Linked DNA regions of Mus musculus: regions 1, 2, 4 and 5 are each linked to region 3. The links are chromatin contacts, called in public HiChIP or PLAC-seq and promoter capture Hi-C maps. All regions are on one chromosome and are shown on one strand. Each heading gives the region's core, a stretch centred on a gene start, on an enhancer-like site or on the middle of the called end of the contact. The rest is flanking DNA. Distances are from core to core; before and after follow the strand shown.

Evidence for each region. Promoter capture Hi-C pulls out the DNA fragments that hold promoters and counts their contacts. HiChIP or PLAC-seq counts read pairs in DNA pulled down with a chosen protein or histone mark.
Region 1: a contact with region 3 is called in a promoter capture Hi-C map of embryonic stem cells, with 4 times the contacts expected there. The contact joins the promoter of Fxr1 here to the enhancer-like site in region 3. A contact is called at or near these places in 3 of 39 promoter capture datasets (all in embryonic stem cells), 2 of 484 Hi-C or Micro-C datasets (both in embryonic stem cells) and 10 of 115 datasets of contacts at active chromatin or transcription factors (SST interneurons, bone marrow-derived macrophages, cardiomyocytes and 4 more).
Region 2: a contact with region 3 is called in an H3K4me3 HiChIP or PLAC-seq map of embryonic forebrain, with 4 times the contacts expected there. The contact joins two enhancer-like sites. A contact is called at or near these places in 2 of 484 Hi-C or Micro-C datasets (both in cortical neurons) and 7 of 115 datasets of contacts at active chromatin or transcription factors (PVALB interneurons, SST interneurons, VIP interneurons and 4 more).
Region 4: an H3K4me3 HiChIP or PLAC-seq map of embryonic forebrain shows a contact between it and region 3, with 8 times the contacts expected there. The contact joins two enhancer-like sites. A contact is called at or near these places in 2 of 39 promoter capture datasets (both in embryonic stem cells), 14 of 484 Hi-C or Micro-C datasets (cerebral cortex, cochlea, cortical glia and 9 more), 21 of 115 datasets of contacts at active chromatin or transcription factors (astrocytes, craniofacial prominence, differentiating embryonic stem cells and 15 more) and 1 of 9 other capture datasets (embryonic tail).
Region 5: a contact with region 3 is called in an H3K27ac HiChIP or PLAC-seq map of differentiating embryonic stem cells, with 10 times the contacts expected there. The contact joins two enhancer-like sites. A contact is called at or near these places in 2 of 39 promoter capture datasets (cranial neural crest and embryonic stem cells), 2 of 484 Hi-C or Micro-C datasets (B cells and centrocytes) and 14 of 115 datasets of contacts at active chromatin or transcription factors (SST interneurons, VIP interneurons, astrocytes and 10 more).

Annotation. Positions count from the first base shown.
Region 1 is chr3:34,018,664-34,021,363 of GRCm38.p6, reverse strand. Fxr1 (fragile X mental retardation gene 1, autosomal homolog) reads right to left here and starts at 1,285. Exons shown (of 17, transcript NM_001113188.1): 1 at 1,201-1,285. The coding sequence starts at 1,251.
Region 2 is chr3:34,103,096-34,105,795 of GRCm38.p6, reverse strand. No RefSeq gene overlaps it. Among named protein-coding and RNA genes, the nearest start is that of Dnajc19, 23 kb to the right of the region's middle. Within about 2 kb of position 1,320, at least 22 of the 459 cell types and tissues checked have an H3K27ac peak or open chromatin away from gene starts, as enhancers often do. A contact at or near this core is called in PVALB interneurons, SST interneurons, VIP interneurons and 4 more, where this site is marked.
Region 3 is chr3:34,663,084-34,665,783 of GRCm38.p6, reverse strand. All of the region lies in intron 4 of Sox2ot (SOX2 overlapping transcript (non-protein coding)), which reads right to left. Among named protein-coding and RNA genes, the nearest start is that of Sox2, 14 kb to the right of the region's middle. Within about 2 kb of position 1,358, at least 82 of the 459 cell types and tissues checked have an H3K27ac peak or open chromatin away from gene starts, as enhancers often do. A contact at or near this core is called in PVALB interneurons, SST interneurons, VIP interneurons and 11 more, where this site is marked.
Region 4 is chr3:35,323,081-35,325,780 of GRCm38.p6, reverse strand. Gm35425 (a long non-coding RNA gene) reads right to left here. Exons shown (of 5, transcript XR_880765.2): 3 at 596-1,418. Among named protein-coding and RNA genes, the nearest start is that of Gm35425, 6.0 kb to the right of the region's middle. Within about 2 kb of position 1,415, at least 23 of the 459 cell types and tissues checked have an H3K27ac peak or open chromatin away from gene starts, as enhancers often do. A contact at or near this core is called in cerebral cortex, embryonic basal ganglia, embryonic brain and 4 more, where this site is marked.
Region 5 is chr3:33,953,814-33,956,513 of GRCm38.p6, reverse strand. No RefSeq gene overlaps it. Among named protein-coding and RNA genes, the nearest start is that of Gm23175, 4.0 kb to the left of the region's middle. Within about 2 kb of position 1,258, at least 11 of the 459 cell types and tissues checked have an H3K27ac peak or open chromatin away from gene starts, as enhancers often do. A contact at or near this core is called in differentiating embryonic stem cells, where this site is marked.

The DNA of each region.
Region 1 (2,700 bases), core at 36-2,535, 640 kb after region 3:
CCATACAGCTAATAAGCAAGCTAGAAAGGGAAAAGCAAAACACTGAAAAATTAGGAAATCGTTAATACCAAATAAAATCCTCTGGAATAAAGGAGCCATTGAAATGAAAACCTGTGAGAAACCATTTTAAGTACATACAATACTCATGTACTAGAAGAGAGCCTTCATAAAAATAGCCAAGACTCTCAAACATCTGAGATGCTGGCTTGGAGAATGACTGACAGACAACAGCTGAGAAGGTTTTGTGTTGATTTGTTAAGATTCTCGCACACTTTGGGGAGAAAAAAAAATAAGGAGAAGGGGCCGTTACTATGGAAAAACTGTTCAGCCTTCGTGTTCTGCTTGGTGCCCCCTCCCCCTTTTCCAATAGAAGCAAGCGCCTTACAAATTCCTCCACTCTAGAATCCTCCCTCTGTCTCCGAGGCCAGCCTCCACGGCAATGCATGGCCTCTTCTCAAAGGAAACAAAAAGAACCTCGTGGAAGAGGACTTAAAAAGCAAAAACAAAAAACAAAAAACCCACCTTCCCAGGGGCTGGGAAGACACGCGTCCCTCCCACCTGCCGCCTGGCCTCGGGTCACCTTTGAACCCTTCCTTCGGAATTCGCATTTCTCCCGGGCCGAGGGGCGAAGGGGCCGCCCGCTCCCCAGGCCGCGGCCACCAGGGCCCGCCGCCCGTCCGGGTTTCCACGCGGGCGGGCGGGCGCCGTGGGTTCGCAGGGCCCCCGGGGCAGCACAAGCCGGGGTAGGCCGGGGAGTCAGCCATTCATGCCGCGGGCGGGAGGGCGGGCGGGCGGAGAGGAGCCTGGCGGGCCCGGCCGCCGCCGCGGGGTCGCAGTGAGCTGCCCGCCTCAGTCCGTCCCTCAGTCCGCCCGTCCGCGCCCCCCACCCCGCCAGGCCTCGGCGGCGCGCCCGCACCACAGCCCGCCGCTCCAGCCCGCCCGCCCGCCCGCGTCCCGGAGGCCTCGACCCAGGACGCTCCGGGACAGGAGGCAAGCCAGCACCCGCCGCCTTGTTTCCAAACATAACGGAGCCTGGGCCCCGAGACCGTTAAACCGCGCCGAGGGCAGAGGCCAGCAGCACGGCCCAGCTGCCTCCCCCGCCACCACCTGACACCTCTCCTCGGCCCCCGGGGTCCCCGGCGCCCCTTGACCCCGCTCCCAGTGCCCAGCTCCCATCCCCGGCCGCCCCGCGGCCCGTACCTTGTAGAAAGCCCCGTTGGAGCCGCGAACCTCCACCGTCAGCTCCGCCATGTTGGAACCGCAAAGGCTGCTGGGAAGAGATTCTAGAAACTTTCCAACGCGAGGGGAGGAGGGGGGAGGGGCGAGCGTCGCGGGGGAGGGGCGGGCGGGCGGGAGGGCGGGACGCTCCCGGCCCGCTCCCGGGCTCTCCGCTAGCGGCGCCGCTCTGCGCGGGTCCTTGGGCGGCTACCCAGCGGCAGGCCGGTCCGCCCACGCCCACGCCCGCGCGGCCCGCCTCGCGCACAATGAGTGAGGCGGACCCGCCCGGCGCGCCACCCTCGCCCCAGGATCCGCGCGGCCGGCGACGCTCCCTACGGGCTCTTCCCGTCAGGAAGCGCGGCCTGGCGGGCGCTCGGGCTCGGCCAGAGCGCATGGCCGGCCGACACTCTCAGGTTTGCCCTCATGGAGCCTTCCCTCTGGAGCCTCGGGCCGTCCCCTTGAAGAGCCTTTCCCAGGACGAACCCGGGACTCGGGGCTTCCCCCGAGCCTCACGCAGTTCTCAGGCCTCGCCTCGCGCGAAGGCAGCTCACTCACCTGTCACCGACCGAGCACGGTTACCTTAATACGTTATTAAAGGCTCGGGAAACCTAGGCTAATTTTGTGGGGGGATCCTGTTTGAGACACAGTTCTCTACCCCTGGGTGGCCTTGAACCCACAGAACTGCTTCTGCCTCTGGCCATCGGAGTGCTGGCATTACTTTTAAAAAATTTTAAACAATGGGAAAGTGTATTCCTCCCACCCCTGATAGGTTACACGTGGGAAGTTTTGCAAAGAGGATCCAAGAACCTATTGGGTTTTGTGTTGTGTGACTTTACCAGAAACGCCACCAGTTCTAGAAGCTTTGTGGCACTCATACTTAGTTTGATAAGTTAATGCCAACTTCTGAAAGCAAGGCTTTTGGAAATAGTACTTAAAAGAATTCATTTGTATGTGCATCTTTACATAACTTTTCAGCGACGCATGATGTATTTGTCTTTCCTTTATTTGGAGCTCAAATTGACCACCCTGCCTCCCACCTCCAGGTGCCAGTTGGGCTAACAGGCTCAGTTCCCCCACGGTTACCTGTTACTCTGAGACAAGTCTCACTAAGCAGTCCAAGATGGCCTTCGATTTACCTCCCATTCTCTTGTCTTAGCCTCCAGAGTGCTGGCTTTACTGGTGTGAGCTCCTGGCCCCTAGCAACCTGGTTTGTATAAAGTACATTTTCTTTATACAAGATTAGCCCTTTTAAAAATGTACAGTTCAGCGTCTATCACCAGGATCAGTATAAAACATTTTCATCACAAACAACAATAAATAAGTAAAAATAAAAAGCACTTGTGCTTGTTGCTGTTCCCCAATTCTCCTGAATTCCCTGGATTCTAGGAAACTGCCCATGTGTTTTCTATGTAGAGATTTGCCTAGCTCGATCTCACATATGAGTGGGATCGTGATGTGAGAGCTTCTGTGATTGGCTTCTCT
Region 2 (2,700 bases), core at 71-2,570, 560 kb after region 3:
TGTAGCTTGATGTTTTCTGTATAAAGTTTAATAATTTAGTATTGACAACCAAACACATTTCCCTATATCCTACAGAAGGCTAAGTTTGAACCCTGGCTTAAACAGTCCTTATTAAACACTGCATTGAACACACTCTTTACGCTAATCAGAGGAAAGGCAAATAGCACAGTAAGACTTATTGGGAGTTTGCCTCCCTTCAGTGGAGCCTGTTACTTGAGAAATTTGCTTATTAAAAGGGGAAATCTTACAAGGTGGAAAAAAATGTAAGCTCCATTCCTAACATTCAATTATTGCCCCAATCGGGTTTTTTTTGAGTGGTACAAACTATTAATTTACAAATATGGAGCCTTTCTCAGTGGCACGCTTCCAAAAGGCACCAGGTGTCTGATTGTATTCAAAATCACAACCCAGGGAACACTTAGTACAGTAAATACACAAAGGAAAAGCCTACTGAATTCCAATGTTGTTTCAAACCCATCTGCAATCAAGTATTTTCACAACCGAACATAAATTGCACCTACAAACGGGGAAAGGTTCTATGTGCATATCAGACACGCAACAGGCAACAGCCCTCGGAGGGAACCCACTCCTCTCCATAATGTCAAGACCTGGGATGGAAAGGCAAAGTTACAGAGTAGAGATTTCAGTTCTTATTATTTTCCAGTTTTTCTGTGTAAGCAGCAGACTCTAAGAGGATCAGCCCTATTCCGTGCCATCAGCGTTTTCCGAGTGCCATGTTTAAGTACTTCTCTGAAGATGCGTGAGTGTGCATGAAGATGAAAGGCTTATGAATATCAATAAATCCAAGAGTCCAAATGCAAGCCTTATCATTTTTCTAAAATGCATTCTGTTAGACACAGCTAAAGGATACTAACTGGAATTTGGCTTTCTGGGTTCATACTCTCAAGGTACAAATAGCGAAATATGCATTAAAGACTTTAGCATGCGATAGGCTAAAGAAGAGGAAAATCAATAAGTAGCCCCAATTCAAAATAACAAAAAAGGTCACTTTGCACTGCAGCCTACCTAACTGGATGGCTTCAACCCTCAAAACCAAAGTCATCACTATCAACCTTGGTTTCTGACTAGGAAGAGATCTAGGAAGCTCAGCTGCTGAACAGCAAGCAAGCCTAAACTTTCAAGACTGAGGTCTGGCTGCCCTTGAGGGTTCACCACCTTTATCTCCCCTGAAAAAAAAATGCCAATATAAAAATTCTAAAATACCTTCATAAGCCCCAAGGAAAGCCTGTGGACAGAGAGATGATGTGATAGACTCCTTCCTTCCTCTCCTCAGCCGCTTCTCCTCTGTGCGGCTGCTAGCGAGCGAGAGCATGGAGAGTCAGCCGCATATTTAATTAGAAGCAAGCTGCTGCTTCGCTATCAGTGTGAGGATCTACCTCTCCAATCTCTTGTGAGTCAATCTTTCCCATCTCTGATTTTCTTTTATATTTATGCTAGAATATTTAATTGTAGACAAAAGGTTACTCTGGCTGTATTCACTGCACAGAGGCACAATAATCTGCTTTAAAAGGCTTGACATTTCAGGCTTTTCAAAAAGGCTGAAAAAATTATATCCCTGCTTTTGTTAATCAATGAAGTAGAACTCTCCTGAACAAAAGAATTAAATTGCTTGGTTGGTTTAATAAAACCAACAGAAATAGCTGCTTCCTTTGGGCTTTATTGTGTAGGCATGGCACACGCACCCAGCACTGTAATTCCATATGATTCAGGGCAAAACTCTAATTTCTGCACACAGTTGGGTTTTTAAATCCTATTCAGACCCTATCCATTCTGGCTGGCTCTCTAAGGCCAGATTTATCATTAAACTTGACTCTTTTTCTGAAGTGTGGCAACCATATAGCAATTTTAATTTTGTTCCCATGCCTGTAACCCTCCAAAAAAACTGTCCATTAAAAATATATTAATCTAAATATTACCTTTTTGTTCTGTTTAGTCTGGAGCTAATGGTTTTACACATCTTTCCAGTTATTTAATTAGGAAAAAAAAAGGATTGGAGGGAGTGAAAATGTGGCAGGAGCTTAGTTGTGAACCTATAAAATAGTGCCTTTTTAAAAAACACACCCCACGATCAAACCAGAAAATAACCATTTTGTTAAATTCCTATTTGCAGCCTAGGTTTGCAAGTAATACTGGGTATTTATTGGCAAAAGACCTCAGAACTTCCGGGTTAACCAAGCTGATTGCAAAAGATGAAGCAGATGACCACTGTTTTATCTAATCACAAGGCAGGTCTCAGTTTTACTGAGAACACAAAACTGTCTAGGGAGGTGGCCCTTTCTCAAGAGCTTTCAGATGGGTCCTTTTGTTCTGTTTGTGTCAAACACGCGGAGAAAGGAACATGTTCTTCCAGGGTTCTATGTGGAAGGGGCTAAGAGTTCAGATGGTTCAGGACACACTCTCGAGGATGTGGAGGAAGATCAGGGAAGGGGGGCATTGGTTGGATCAACCATTACCACCCAACCCCAAGCTTTACACATTGAGAGCTACAGAGAGCATTTTTCCAAGATAATGATGGAGATAAGTGCCAACAGACATATTTATGCCAGACACTGCCTAATGCTGCTTCTGACCTAATCCTGGAGCTGAAGGTCACACAGAGGTCATCCAATCCCTATAGGTTTTGTCAGCCCCCACCCCCCGTGGAGATAATGAATGGCTCAAACAAATCTAGCCATAGTA
Region 3 (2,700 bases), core at 109-2,608:
AATTAGTAACTGTGTCATTTCATTAACACAACACAATACAATATGTACATACACATATACACAATGCATTATTAAAAGGAAAAGCAATGTTCTTGACACAGACAATATGCCATACACAGCTTCTGGAAGACAGCAAGCAAAGGTGACAGGGATCAAGCGTTTGACTGACTTGAGTGATACCTGTTAGCAGCTAAAAGTTGACGAGGTACAAGCTAAACCGAACTAGTTCCCCCCCTTTCTCCTTCAAAGCAAAACCGAAAACAGCACACACACACACACACACACACCCTCTAGCACTCTCAAACTGGAGCTCTTTAAAGACCCCGAGGACTTACGCTCAAGGCATTATTCAGAAAACACTGAGCCCGGTCGTTCGTCACAGGCAATTGTTAAAGGCTTTCAAAGAGCCGATCAAACGCGGCCAGAGTAATCTACATTGGAGTCCGGATGGTGGAGTTACGGCGTACACCTGCGGGATGTTTGCTGTCGCTGCCCCTCGCAGAGCTACAAATCTTGATTAAAGCTCCCTGCCTAACTGCCTAAGTTGCTCCCCAGTTTGGAAAGTTTCTTGGGACAGTTTATTTTGACCAGAGAGCTGTTTAGACACTGCAGCCAGAGAGGAGTTGAAGCCACCAAGGTGGGGAGGGACAGGGGCGGTGAGCAACTGGGAAGGTCTGTTTCTTGCATGGACTTTTTTGAACAGAGCCTTCATCCAAGCAGAGACAACCGAGATAGAAGTCCTGATTCGTGGCTTGCCTTTGAGTTCCTGTGTCTCCAAAACTCCTTTCACTGTCTTTGCCACAACTTTTTGTTGGATGGCAATACCAGTTCGTAGCTTTCCTTAATCTATTCCCACAGGTGTCCACCCTAGAGCCTGTTTCCAGCTTCGACCAGCACTCCTTTTCTAGTACAAAACTTTATCTCCCCCCGCCCCTGCCCCAGTCCGACTCTAGTTTGAAACTTTCGCTTTTGATTCATTTGTTTGAGATTATTTCCCCTCCTTTTCTGCGTTGGCTAGGTTTCCACTGTTTTTACCCTGAGGGACAAAAAAATGTGAAGTTGTGAGAAAAGACGATGCGAGGGTCGGACAGTTGGAGGCGGGAGGGACGTCAACGTCTGTCTGCAGTCAGCTAGTAAGTCCGCAAGCCCTCTGCAATCCCTGTGTGACCCATTTGGGGAGTGGGGTGGAGACTAACCGGCTGCCCGCAATGCCAAGATCAACACTCGGAGCGAATGTTATCAATAGACCAATTTTCTGCTCTTACCCGGGGCTTTTTTGTTTCATTCCTAAGTGGAGAGTGTCTGAGCTGCGCAAGACGCAACTGCACGGAGGCGCCCGGAAAGAGAGGGCGCTAGAAGCGGGAGACGCAAATATGGAAATTAACTCATTAGGAAGGGGTGTGGTTAGCGCGAAGCCCCCTCCTCCATCCCTTCCTTTCTCCCTCGCTGCCACCGTCCTGGCTTGCTAAATATGAGATTACAAACAAACAAATAAAGCAGAAGCTGACTACGCTGACTACGCAGCCCCAGATCAAGCACGCTCCAGATAATTCTCTGCACTCAGCGCCGAGGCCAGTTCTGCCACACAGCACCCGCCCCTGCCGCCACCGGGGGCTGCGGCGTTCCCTGCGCCATCTCCCGCCGCCCGGGACTGCAGCGGGGCCGCCGTCACCTTTCGAAGGCGCAGCACGTGGTCCCAACACTCGGCGGGGTGCACGTTTTAAACCCTAAGACGCCAGCTTCAGCCACTGTGGCGCCCTTCCGAGGGCCTCTGCTGACCTCGAGGTTCTTCTGCAAAGGCCCTGGGTGCTGGTGTGCTCTGAGGGAGAAAACAATCGAGCTTAGAAAAGAATGTTCCCGAGTCTCTGACCTGGGCTCCCCCCGCCCTCTGCGGTGCCGTACTCCCAGCGCGAGATTGCAGTGTACCAGGGCTCGGGTGAGACAAAAATTGGCACCAAGGCGGAAGCCTGCTTAGCGTCAGAGCCCGAGGTTGAGATATTAACAAAAGACGAGGTGCCTAGGAGTGAAGTCTGTGGGGTTGGACCGCCTGGGGTGCAAAATTCAGTGTCTAAATAAAATCGTGCGTGCGGGGGGGTGGGGTGACAATTAAAATGAAACAAAATGCGAAACTCGTCCTCAGTTGAGTCGGTCTTCCTACTCTCTAAGTCTTTATACAACCCTGTATCTAAGTCCTCAAAGCGAGGCGTAGTATAAGGCTTTAGGCAAAAATGATACTTCTAATGGCTGTCCTTCCGGCGACCGACCTCCCCGCCCCGGCTCCCATCCTAGTGCTCCCGTAGCTGCGGGCCCCTTGGAGGAGGCTGCGCAGTCCCAAGCTTCCCGCTGCCCGCAGGCCACCGCGTCTCAATGCGGGTATTGTCCGCCGCGGGTGGGGAGGCCAGACGACCAACACACAAGAATAGCAATGTGCCCGACTCCTGTTAAGAGAAAGTTTCCAAATGTCCTCCTTGTGCTGAAATACTACTTTTTAAAAAGTGCGAGTGCGTGTTTCGGTGGGCAAAGATTCGTTTTTGAAAGTCCACTCTCAATTCCTCAACGTTTTCCACTTCTTTTAAGTTCTCAGAAAAGGAGAGAGTGGGCAGAGAAGTGACTCGATTTGGGGGGTGGGGGATTGTAAATATGGTTGACGGTCAGTGGGACGGTTTTGAAATACCGGCAGTTGTCACCCAGGTCTGGTTC
Region 4 (2,700 bases), core at 166-2,665, 660 kb before region 3:
CTATATTTGGAGTGTGACTACTTGGTTGTGTGTGATATTCATATAGATGTAGATGTAGACATAGATATAGGTATACTTTTTGAGACAGAGTTTCTCTGTGTAGCCCTGGCTGCCCTGGAACTCACTCTGTAGACCAGGCTGGCCTCGAACTCACAGAGATCTGCTTGGTCGACAATGCCCAGCAAACTGCTTGTATCCCCACAACCCCCTTCTTGAGTTGTCATTTCTATGTTGGAAGCAACTTTAGAAATCTCAGACACTCCAAATTATACCTCTACAGCTCACAGATCCTGTCAGAGTTGGGATTTGTACCCCAGGACTCTCTTTTTTATTTATTTATTTATTTATTTATTTATTTATTGAGACAGGGTTTCTCTGTGTATCCCTGGCTGTCCTGGAACTCACTCTGTAGACCAGGCTGGCCTCAAACTCAGAAATCCACCTGCCTCTGCCTCCCGAGTGAGGACACTCTTTAAAAGTTAGCAATGGTCTAAGCTGTTGATTTATCTCTCAGTTGCATCTCAAGAACACCAAGTCTTGGTTTAATAAAAATTTAAACCACTTAAGAAATGGATGGCTATCTCCCTTTGCATACCTGTTGGCTGTGGAAGTTAAAATCCTACTTTTTCCGATAAGGCACAAGAATTGCTTAAACAATACATAGGTGCTGTGTTCACAGGTGAGACTAGAAGAACGGAAGCCTTTAGAATGATGAAGTTCCGTATCTTTGGCTGTCCATGGAGAAAATGAGAGCTTAAAGGAGTGTCACAGGGCCACACACTGTAGGGAGCCTCTACTCCAGGAGCCGTGACCTCTAGATGATCTTCATATTCCTCTTATTTCTAGTGCAGTGCACACTTCCCAGGGGACAGTCAGGTGTTCAAACAATGATCCAAATATGGTTGAGCCTGTTGACTCTTGTTCTAATTGCTGTATAGGTGGTTGAGACATTAACAAAGCATAAATATTTGCCAAAGAATCATGAGTAAACTCAGCTGGACATAAACTTTGATATGCAAATGATAGAAAAGTATGAAACACGGAAAAAAAGAGTTTCTTTTCATTTTGTTCCTTTTATACTTTTGAAAAGTAAGCGATAAGTGCACAGGGAGACAAGCCTTGTGAGAAAACGGCCCTCTTCCCAGAGTCTCCTAGCTCTGGGATACTGCCTCGGAAGTGGGGCCTTGATAATCCTTGCAAAGAATAATGAGAAGGAAAAAAAAAAAACCTGCTTGCTGACAGCAACCTCCAGACAAATGAAAACCTGGACGGTGCCCTGAGAGTTTTAGGTAATCCAGGCTCATAATTTGATTTGAGAAGAGCTACTCCAGGCTACTGTGTAATTACAGCAGCATTCAGCAGGCTGGCTTCGGCTGGCCTCGGCGAGTTCTCCTTCATCGCCCTTTATACCAAAGCTCCTGTTGATGAGAGGGCGGAAACAGTCAGTGCAAAAGAAGTAATTAGCAGGCGGGAACCGCTACCACTGTTTGAGGCTAACACGCGGTCTTTATTGGTACTTATTAAGTAGATGTCTAGAGACCGAGGGAAATATTGCAAGCCACAAACATGAAGAAGAGTGTGGGAACAAAAAGGATAGAGGGAACTTTTAAAAGCAACTTATCTATTTTATATTTTACAAACCTGATCCCAAGGCTAGTTTCCGAAAGGATATTAAGCCTCCAGCTCCCGTCTGTCACAGTGCATGACCGGCTCACATCAATCACCATGCAAGGCAGCCTAGAGCATGAGTTGAACTCCTTCGGTGTTCTCTTTTCTCTTCCCTTTCTGATTTACTCTATTATCATGGGAGTTGACTTGAAAAATATTTTGGACAGCTGCTTTTTTGAGTTTGGGTTGTAGTTAAACCCACCAGCAGGGGGAGTCGGGGAGACTAGCAAACCTTGGCAGAGTCCAGCCTCTCTAGGATCCAGCTACGGAGCTGTTTTTTGTGGACACTTGTGAAGAAGCAAGAAACAGAACAGGCAAGAGGAAGGAAACAGGAGAGCTCTGAAGGGTTTGAAATCCTAGTTTACGGTGTTGAAGGTGGGCGAAAAGTAGCCTACAGTTTCTGCCTGCGGAATGACTGTATTCTTGCTTCTGCTGGCTTGTTTGAAAACAGGTCACAAATTCTGTCCTCCTGCAGGCTACAGTCCTTGCCCTGGGGGTGGGGGTTGGGGTTGGGGGTGCACAGCTTTCATCTTCTTGTTCTTGCCCCGTTTGGGGTATGTGGGTACCAAGGTGCGCAAGACTGCGGAGCTTGGAGCTGTCCCAAATAGATGCCCTGCACCTGATTCTGACCTAGTCTTCATCCTCAAATGGCCGTCCAATTAAAGGTGTGATGGCCACTTCCGCTCCCTTAGCAGGAAACAGTTTCCAATATGCACAGCGACTTTAAAGTCAGCCAGCTTAATGGAAGTATGGAAGGTTGCAGAGAGAATTGCATACCTGGGCTTTGTTTTTAAGAGAGTGATGGAAGGGACTGTGGACAGAGGGCCACAGTTTGGGGCGGTGGGGGACCGTGGGCAGTTGCTGTGCGGTAGAGTGGCATTTATATTGCAGTACACAGCGATCATCCTTGGGAAAGTACAGTCTTGTTGACAGCCTACTTTTAGTGTTCACTGGAGGCTTATGCACTCCTATTTTGTTTGTGACTCTCCTCCCATCTCTTAGCAACCACTCACAGCACAGAATCACAAGTAA
Region 5 (2,700 bases), core at 9-2,508, 710 kb after region 3:
TCTATGGAAACAGGTTTTCTCTATTTCGTTCCGCTGCTGCCATCTAGAGGACAGGAGAAGTACAGCAAGTCCTAATGCGTCATTTTCCCCTGACCCAACCCCGCACCGTTGCCTGCTGCCCTTGAGTTAGTACCGCCCTGCTTATCTCCTGCCCTTTCTCAGTTTACATCACAGGGTTCTTGCCCAGAGAATAGATTGATCCTGTCCAGCTGAGCACAGGCGGATGCAGAGTGAGCCTGGTGCCTCTCAGTCCTCTCACACCTGTGGCTCCTCTCTCATCACGGATGTGAAGTAGGAAAGAGGTAGTTGATGAACTTGCTGTGGGATTCTTGGTGCCCGGCAGAATTCCTATGGAGGTTGCCAGGCACTGGAACCTTTTAGAAGGATTAGAATGTCCCCTTAAAGAATTCCCTTGCAGGGCTGGATTGGCTACCTTGCGAGCACAAAGTGATCTTGGTACCTCCCCCAGTCTCTCGACCACGCTGTGTTGCGCTTCCTGTTCAGTGAGCTGAGCCACCAGGGGTTCTCACCTGAAGCTGGGCAGGTGGCCCGACAGCTTCTTGAAGTTTTTCTGTGTCCTAATCTGTGAGCCAAAAGAAACTGCATAAAGTGTACCGTTTCAGAAATTGTTTTAAACTAACAGGAAGTGAACCTGCAGGCTTCCATCTCATCTGTTTTTAGGAAGAGACTTCTAGATTGAATACATAAAAGCCAAGTGGCAATAAAATTATGCATATCTCAGTTGCTCCATCAGTAATGGCACCAAGGCGCCTCAAAGTCGATACACAAGACGCTCCTCCCCAGGGATACCCACTGCCCCCTGGAACTTGCTATAATAGAGCATCCGTACCATTTTGCAGAAATTATTTAATTTTCTGCCTTCCACACAAAGCTATTGGCCTTCATCTGCTGATGATTGTTGTAGCCCTTACACCGAATAGACATCCCATGAGCGTTGTTAATGAATACATGAAGAGTATAGTTTAAAACCTTTAAGTTAGTTTCACCAGTTCTCAGAGTAGTTTAGTGTGGAACATTCCCATAATAGCGTAATTGCAGGTCAGTAGGCAGCCACTTCTGACAGGTGTGAGGTTACAAGGCTGGAGCCTCTGATCTGTCATTAGCTTCTTTACACCATCCCTGTCATTAGAAGGTGTGTTTGGACAAATTGTAACAAGTTTCTTAAGTGCAGACCAGCCGCAGTGCTGAAGCAGTAACACCTCTCTCCCCAGCATGGGGTAGTTAAACGGAGGGCTAGTTGGAGAAAAGCCACGCCCACTGTGAGCCTAGCAAAACAGTCACAACAATGAGCGAAGTTCGGACCACCAAATCAGGTGTGGAAGCCAGCCACAGCCCTAGGACGTGGGCTTCTCTCAGATAACCAAAGCCAAACAGTAAAGTCTAGGCAAACAGGGTCAAATTAACAACAATACAAACCACAGGGGAATTCCAATCGCAGCTGAGTGCAGAACAAGTGGGTCTACAAGTTGACTTTGATTCCCCAGTCCGGACCCCCTCTCTCCACCCACCCCACCCCTCCCCCTCCAACCCTCCATCCCCCACCCCCACCTCAAAACAAAAGGCACCCTGGGTCCTTCGTACTGGCAGATTACAGTGTCAGAGGCTGTGTTAGTGAATGGTCTGTGGATCAAAGGGACAGAATGGAGATACAGTTCAAGTAGCCAGAATTTTTTATATACCCCCTCCAACGCCCACAAGAAGACGGGTGGACCTTAGACTCACTATGCTGCTCAGGTTGGCTCAGAACTCGTGATTCTTTTGTGCTGGATGTGTGTACTCCCACACCAGGACAGAATTTAGTACTCGTAAAAAGTCCCACAGTGGTGGCAGGGCACAAAAGTGATGTAATTGGGCTACAATGTGACGTTAGAAAAATGTGCAATTGTTATAAATTCAATTATAGCTTAGACTTTAAGCAGACTTCTCTGGGGAACTACTAGCAATTTCAGTGGATGACGTCATAGCCCTTCCTTCCTTCCTTCCCTCCCTTCTCTTTTTCTTTATTCCAGTATGCTATGAGAGTGATGCAGGCTGTCACCCTCTACAAGACTGGCTGTTGGGACTGTCACTACCCTTAACACACGTGTGGCTCAGCTGTGGCCCTAGCATCTTCCTCCTGACTGCCTTCTTCACCACTTGTGGTTTTTAAAACAAACAAACAAATAAACAGGGTTCAGGGTCAGGTCCTCATGCATGCAAGGTGGGCACTTTACTGACTGAGCCTCTATCTATCTAACAATACCAACATTATCACTATTTTACATTTGTCCATTTATTTATTGTGTGTTTGACATGAATACTTGTATGGAGGTCAGAGAACTTGTGAGAGTCGATCACCTGCCCCTGCAGACCCACCTCCCTGGCCTCATCATCGCTATTTTCAAATGGTGAACAGTTACAAATACGGAATAAACATCTGCTGCCTGTTCGCACCTGTTTGCCTTGTTTTCTAGTCTCTGTTTGAAATGTGCATCATCATCTGTTATATTGTGTGGAAACAATCACGGAGTTTCCCTGCTCCCCAGAAGGCTGCCTGCTGGAGAGGAAGCTGCAGGGCTCTGAGCACACAGCTCTCTCACTGCACCTGATGCCCCTCTTAGGTAATCCCATCCGGGCTTTGAATCCTACCCATCCTCTAGCATAGGATGCTCGGATCCTGTACTTAGAGCCTCACTGTGC